Linked DNA regions of Oryzias latipes: region 2 is linked to region 1. Evidence: chromatin contacts called from public Hi-C data. All regions are on one chromosome and are shown on one strand. Each heading gives the region's core, a stretch centred on a gene start, on an enhancer-like site or on the middle of the called end of the contact. The rest is flanking DNA. Distances are from core to core; before and after follow the strand shown. Region 1 holds the start of nhs (Nance-Horan syndrome protein). Region 2 overlaps nhs (Nance-Horan syndrome protein).

Region 1 (3,845 bases), core at 538-3,037:
GTTTGTCTCTTTGTAGTAGCAGCATTACTCAAAGATGACGGCATACGGCGTCCCCCTTTTGTCCTCGGCACGGCTTTGCAAAGGTTGCACTTCTGCTGTGGACGTTGGATGGGCAACAGGATGAGCCGTCAGGCCGCTGCTGTGTCTGCTCTGGCTGCCGGGATTTAACTAAACACTCATTCAGCAAATGTGAATGAAGCGGAGTTCAGGCTGTCACACCCACGCCCAGACGGGACAGCAAACACTGACCGGAGCAGAGACACCACACAGTCAGAGAGGAAGCCTTTACACCGTGTTGAATAGAACTCTGCATTTGATCAGTTCATAAAAGCACCAGCATTTTCATCTTTTAACACCTCTTCTCCTAATTTGTGCTTGGAACACACAACAGTGTCAACTTCACCCAAATGAATACTAACTTTGGCTGGCAACCAGTCCAGAGTGTACTCTGCTTTTGCCCTAGAGGAGCTGGGGTAGACTCAGCAAAACTGTGACCTTTACAAAAAATAAACGGGTTTAGAAGATGGAGTGATGCTGGAATTTGTATTTCCTAAAAAGATTATCATTACTCTTAAGTACTGTTGGAAGAAGGATTCTGTGGCTGTTCGCTCAGATAATCAGTCTGTTAATGGCTTCTTTTTAAGAAACTAGCTTTGTTTAAGTCACAAAAGTTTTCTTCAGCCTACAACAGAAGAAAAAATGTTAAAAGTAGTGATATACAATAAAATAATTACCTTAAAGATTTTTATTCAATCATGCATTGATAAAACATCCACATATTGAAATACGGGCAATGTTATGCATTATTTGTGTGTTCTTACTGATCAATGTATTGTAGTTGTGAGTCTTTGTCATTCCAAGAGTTCCAATGACATGGAGACAAAGTGTTTGTGTTGGCTGATGTCAGTGTGGGCAAATGCTTGAAATTAGCTTTTGACAAAAGCACATTAATGCGGAAATTCCATGCAGCCTGTGAATGCACCTCATGGGACTATTCAATCTGTGCAATAAAGTCAAAGATGAATGTTTGGACCAACTCTGGGATGGATGGTAAATGGTAAATAGCGTATACTTATATAGCACTTTCTACCTACAAGACCCAAAGTGCTTTACAGTCACAGACACATTCACACACTGGTGGCGGCTCCAGTGCCAAACACTGGCGTCAACCTCCCACCAGAGACAAGGTGGGGTTCATGTCTTGCCCAAGGACACTTCGACTCATGGGCGTGCAAGGCCGGAATCGAACCTGCAATATTACAATCGTGGGTGGACCGCCCTACCACTGCCCCACAGCCGCCCCCCAGGATGTTTATGGTAGCCAAGTGTGGAGGGAGGGAGACACTGAAACGTCATGGTTGTGAGTTTGAGCCCCTTGTCAGAGATGATGAACAATGCCTCGTCTGCAGTTTGGAAAGTTAGTCAAATATTAACAGCAGTATTTTTGGTTATTTGACCTGTTTAAGTGCATTTCTGTGTTTATAGTGTTTCAACTTAAAGAAGTTCTCTTCTTTTTTACATTGATGTTTTTCTATTTTGAATGTTTGACTTTGGATTTAATCTTTACATTTTCACGTGCAGTTCCAATATTTTTATTTTCATTTTTTTCCTGTAAATATGTTTTTATATAAGAAATTAAAATTGTGTTTGTGGTTGGCCCCCCAACCCTTGGGGCCCTTCAGTCGTTGCTGGTGACCGGGAAGAGTCCAGATCCATGGAGTTCCTAGAAATCCACTCCGGGTCTTGCAGGAGTCGGATTTTTTAAAAACCACCTCTCCTTTGGAGCAGAGAAAAGCAGATCAGCAGCGGGGCGGCAGATGACCCGGCGCAGCAGCGAGGCGCACCACAGCCCTCTAACAAATGAAAGGATGGGGGGCTTCAGCAGCAGCTGAGCGCACGGAGCCACACGCTGGGGCCTGAGGGGACACTTTCTGCTCACTCCGGCGGACTTTCACTGGATTTATTCCTCACTTCACAACAACATGCCATTTGCCAAACGAGTGGTGGAGCCGCAGTTTCTGTGCCGGTATCAAGTCCCAAATGAAGAGGGTCTGGTTTTCGAGGATCTGGTCTCCATCAGTAACGTGGCTCTGTCTCGGACCCTGCGGCAGCTGTCTGACTTGGCCAAACATGCCTGCTCCATTTTCCAGGAGCTGGAGGTCGAGCTCACCTCCACCAGGCAGCGGCTGGGCGGGCTGCACGGCAGGCTCAGCCTGCTCCAGCAAACCTGCTCCGGGCTGGACCCCAAAGAGGAGGCAGTGCGTAAGTACCGGGACCTCACTTCCTCACAGACACGAGCCGCTGCGCGCGCGCAACTTTCTTCAAAAAGTGTATGAGAAGGTTTGGTATAATGGAAACTTTCTGTTGATGAGGGGTGGGACAGACTGTGTGTGCGCATCCAGCAGCTCAGCTGTTATAACACAACAACAAACTGCAGTTCAGGCTGTTTGTTTGGAGTAACGTTGCTATGACGCACTTTTAGGCGCACGAGGAGCGCGTTATCCAAGACTCATGAGGTCAAGCGTCCCCGCGTGAGCGCAGCTTTCCCAATTTACGAGTATGAGTAAGCTGCCCCCCTTCCCCAGTCCCAATTCACCCTGATTCACCTGGGTCTGCACGGACCAGGCTCCCTCTGGTCAGGTCCATGGGGAGGGTGGTGTCATCAGATGGGTGGAGCCTTTTTCCCCCATTGATGCAGCTGTCTTTATTCATCAAGCCGCTGTGCTTGATAATGCTGTGCTGAATTATGAATGAAGAAGCCTCTGATGCATGCAGAAATATGGTCGCACGAGGCAGCCCAGGACGTCCTGCATGCAGGGTCACCAGTTCAAACCCTTTTGTCTGAAAACCTTAATTGTTTTAAATTATGCTTTTGAAATGAATGGTGTCTCTCTCATCTGAATGACAATCTGTGTAAATGGAGCTGCCTGAGGCGTGGGGATCTGTGTGTGTGTCTGTGGGGGGGGGGGGGGGGCAGGACCACTGCAACTTTTTTTTTGTCATCTTAAAAAAATGCAGATGCAGATGCTGACCTTTGCTGAGGTATTACTAGGTCTGTCCCCTGTGTGCACCCTTCTGGTTCCAGTTTGAGTGCATCAGAGTTGGGATGTGAAATCTGCATGTAAGCAAGTTTTGAAAACCTGGGAGAATTGTGAATCAGTTTTATAGCAGCGCCTTTTTTTTTACAGCACGTTGGTGCGTTATAGTTGACACTCACACGTGTTCCTACCCTGAAGAGAACTAGATTTTGAGCGATCCAAAGACAAATGTAGTATCCTGAACTTCTGTGTTTCTCACACACTGCAGCTCAGAAGCAGGCAGGCGCCTGGCATATGTTCCTGGGCTCTGTGTTTGGACAGCTCTCTCCTGACACCCCATCAGTGCCGGCTCTGGCTGACCATCAGTGCCTTCCAGGCCGTGTGCTGCAGAGCCGTGCTCCAGCACTGGGTTTAGAATTACACAGGCCCAGTGTGGAAGGAGCGCTGCAATACTTGTGGCGGCAAGTGGCTCTCTGGCTTTTCTGGTCCAAGAGCACATGGCTGGCAGTTTGAGCGCATTCCTTAAAGCAGCAGACGGAGGGAAAACGGTGGTCTCGCAGCGCTGGGCGAGTCCATACCAGCAGCTACTGGGGTGGACAAATTTACTCACCTCTCCATGAAGGACAGCACAGCTTTTTACACCAGTTTAAATCCATAATTCAGTCTCTGTCGCTCTATAAACATTTAATAAAACAAGAAAACCAAAAATCACACTTTAATAATTGTCATACTTTTATTAAACGGTTAGTCAGCCTGATGTTAAAGACGCACTCCAATCATCTTTTGATCTATTTTCTGCTTAACAAA
Region 2 (3,845 bases), core at 528-3,027, 42 kb after region 1:
CACCACGGCAACAAGCATAACAGCTCCAGATGACCTTGAAGTTGACAAACCCAAAGCAAGTCCGCCTGGAAAATTATCCAGCACAATATTTGTCTAGAATGCAACAGATTTTCTCTATTGGACCAACACAGACCTTATTATTCATGCAAAGTGACGCTGTTTTTTCTGCATCACAATTTGATTTGATCTCTGTGATGTTTGGGGAATTCTCCTGTAAGGTTTGATCAAGATTTGAGTTCCTATTGTGCCCCCCCCCCCAAAAAAAATAAATAAAAGAAAATTTAGAATAATATAAGAGCAACAGCTGCCCCAGCTAAACTCCCCTGGATACATTTCTTTACATTCAATATAAAGAAGAAAGAAAAAGGTTCTTGTTCAATTAGTCCAGAAAACAAGATAGTTATATTATATGGGATTAGTAGATAACAATGAAGCAGTACAGGAGAAAAATGAGGATCCGTGAGGCAGAGTTCATGTTTCTTTGGTTAAATCAGACAGCGGGTTGATTGTGCTGTATCCTTCCTCTAGCCGCATCATCAGTTGCGACTCCTCAGAGTTCTTGCTGAACGTAAATAATCTCACACTCCATCATCATCGTCATCATCATCATCTGGAGCGGCAGCCTCCATCAGCTGGGCGGATGAAGGCTCAGAGCGGATTACCAATCGGGAGTTATTGTGTGTTTACTGGACTCCTGTCTTTGTGCTTCTCTAGTCAGACGTCAGGGTCTCCAGCAGCCGGTGCTCGGCAGAGCGCCGCGGCTCTTTTTTTTCTTCTTCTCCGGACGCCGTTTCCTCTTTGACGGCAACATTTCCATCAGTGCCATCGGTTATGGTTTGTTTCTGTTTTGCTTCTTTGAGTTCTTTCCCCCTGGTGAAGAAAAAATCTGGATTTCTGCCTCTGAGTTGCTCACTGTGGAAATGAGTTGTAAATATTCCGAAGTGTGATTGTTCTCCAGCATTTTCTAGATGCTTTTATCGACGTTTGAATTTACTGTCAGCTGTTTTTGGCAGAAATGTGCATCCTCCCTCATCCTCCATTGTTGTGGCAGCAGTTGGGATTAGCGCTCTTCCTGTCCTGCAGCTCTCCGCGCACAGATTAGTGGTAGTCTGAGTCCGGTTCTGCCTGGACCATCTGTAAACTGGGTGTTGAGGGGGGGACTTAAGGGAGGATGTGAGCAGATGTTCCCGCTGAAGGGGCTGGGAGGAAGCCGAGGAGGCGTTTGTTAAGCTGGGGAGGGCGGATGATGAGAGAATGCTGCTTCAGTGGCATTTTAGGCTTCTCCACCTGCACCGACTGCCCTTAGGTGATGTTAGGTGAGCTGTGATCAACCCCCTCCAATGCTGCCTTCACCTCCGGTCTGAAGGTAACACGCCATCGAGCGGCTTAAAGACATTTTCCTAGACTCCTGTGTAATTGCAGCTGCAGCGGGGTTTGGACTGGACTCCTGTCTGGGACACCATCAGCTAAATTACAAGGCAGTGTGAGGAAACTCACCCCCCACCCCCCCATGGCTTCTACTGGCCTGCAGGGCTGATGACGGGGGGATATTCCTGTAATTCCTAAAGAGGGGGCTGCTGCTGATAAGTGATCTTCTGCTTCACCCCCTCCCGTAAAAGTCAGAGATTCCAGCAAAGAGAAGAAGTGTTTCTCTGAGCAGAAAAACAGAGAAAGTTGAATGAAAGTGCTGTCACAGAGCCCCCCCCCCCCACCTCCTGCTGTTGTTTTTAATGGATTTTAGTGTGCCGAAGACAACTCTGGGGGTGTCACGAGCAGGTCGAGAGTTCACGTCTCAGCAGGGAGCTGGAGAGGGGAGGCGAGGACAAACAGAGCGGCTGAGGGGCTCCTGAGGAGAAAAAAACATGTTAGTCACTGTTGAAATATGGTGGTTGGTTATTTGGGAGCGTGTCACTCCACACACACACACACACACAACACACACGACATCTGACAGAAGGAGGATCCTAAATAAAAGGCGTGCAGATGGATCTCCTCAGGAAACAGGGAGTTCCTGAAAGTCTTCATCAGCCTCACTGTAATAAGAATCATATGGATTGCACCACGTCGAAAGCCACTATTTCACAGGAAATGGTGATATATTGACAATAAAATAAGCGGTTGGAGGCATAAGTCAACCAAAGGGCTGAAATGAGTTAGACTGCAGGCTTAGTGTGACCGCAGGGAAGTCTGTTGTGAGTCAATTCTGATGCTTTTGTTCATTTGTGGGGACAAAAGTCGAGTTTCTCCCTAAAATGTCTGTTCAGATTTGCTTTTTCCATGTGATCAAACACCTTTCTGCAAAAAAATAAAAAAAAAATGCTATTGGTAGATAGATACTTTCACTTCTGTTGTCACTTTTCCACAAAAGTGGCTTCCTGTGCGTTCGATTAGTGTGCTCAGATCTTTAAAAACCGGGTCACTTATATGGCTGATGGATGATTCTGCACGGCGCTAGTCAAACAGCTGACGTGGAAACATCCACTCAACAAACTTTGCAGCATCTGCCCTGAGTTTTGTCAGCGTGACGGCACCCATAAAAAAAAAAAGGCTTTCTTCCAGCTCCAATGAAATGAAGTCAATTTAGTTGCCTTTGTTTCGCAATTTTGACCCCACCATATTGGATCCAGAAATCATTAGTGAGCAGTTGTTTGTTGGAATCAGTTTGGGTCGTCGTTTCCATGGAAACCCCTCTGACCAACGAGGAGTGAGCTTGTTGGAAGCTTGTTGGAAGTCCACATCGCTACTACTCTCAGACTCATCTCATCCACTGCTAAGCTACAGATGCAGGTCAGAGGTTTTGTGAGCTGGCGGGGTCACTTTTCTGGGCTTATGGCTCATTAAGGGTAAACTCAGGTTGTCTTTGGGGTAAATCCGTTCAGCAAGGTTGCTGTCCTTCCGCCGTTGCATCTGCAGACTCAGCTCCGGCTGCAGTCGGAGTCATGCCTGTCTTGACTGAATGAGACTAAAGTTAGCTCCTGGCTGCACTGCAATGGAAACTTGGAGCAGCTGAAGCTGCAGCCTGACAGGCATGGAGGCCAGACAGACAGTTTGGTCAAAGAGGTGCCCACTCTGCTAAAGACGAGTGACACAGGGGATGCAGACACATTTAATCCCTCACCTGCCAACCTCAGGTGTCATTTGAAATCTGTAACTCCAGGAGTCTTGATGGGGGGAGTGGGATTAGACTGGTCAGAATGACCCTCTCAGGTTGCATTAAGTCTATTGTTTGGCTGCAGCTGAAACCAGAGCTTTAGCGGATAGCATTGGTCGGTTGTCAGTTTAATACAGGTGTTCATTTATCTCCAGTTCACAATCTCACTTTCTATTCAATTCAGAGGCTCTTGAGTAAACCGAACACCCAGAGGCTGGGGTCTCCACGTCCATCACATCTGCAGCTCATTGCGTTTGCATGAAAGCCCTCATACCATGCTCTCCATCGGAGGATGGATGCTGAAGTCCTCTCTTCATTTCTCTGACAGCGGTGTCTAATCTGGACGTGGAGAGTAAGCTGACGGAACACTTCCGGTCTTCCTGGCTCCAGCAGAGGAACCTTCTCAACTCCTCCACGCGACCAGCATGCATAGAAGACCTCCACAGGCAAGCCAGCCTAAGCCTGTGGGCCCTAAACCGAGGTGAGCCCCCCTCCTGTTGTTGCAGCAAACCAACACATAAGGAAATTCTGGTGATTTTCCGCCCTCTAGTGGACGAATGATGCCAACACACCCTACCAGCATTAGAGCATTAGAATCATCTGGATGTTTTTGATTGTTTATTTATTTATTTTTCTATACATTTTCTGGGTTTCTTAATGCTCTTTTGTGGGTTTTGTCCTCATTTTTCCTAAA

Evidence for each region. A called contact is a pair of places that touch in the nucleus more often than the background predicts.
Region 2: a contact with region 1 is called in a Hi-C map of gastrula embryo, with 2.1 times the contacts expected there. The contact joins the enhancer-like site here to the promoter of nhs in region 1. A contact is called at or near these places in 5 of 5 Hi-C or Micro-C datasets (embryo, fibroblasts and gastrula embryo).

The regions. Positions count from the first base shown.
Region 1 is chr4:28,755,305-28,759,149 of ASM223467v1, forward strand. It overlaps nhs (Nance-Horan syndrome protein), which reads left to right and starts at 1,788. Exons shown (of 9, transcript XM_020702668.2): 1 at 1,788-2,262. The coding sequence starts at 1,983.
Region 2 is chr4:28,797,369-28,801,213 of ASM223467v1, forward strand. nhs (Nance-Horan syndrome protein) reads left to right here. Exons shown (of 9, transcript XM_020702668.2): 2 at 3,480-3,632. Among protein-coding and RNA genes, the nearest start is that of rai2, 20 kb to the right of the region's middle. Within about 2 kb of position 1,778, at least 3 of the 8 cell types and tissues checked have an H3K27ac peak or open chromatin away from gene starts, as enhancers often do. A contact at or near this core is called in gastrula embryo, where this site is marked.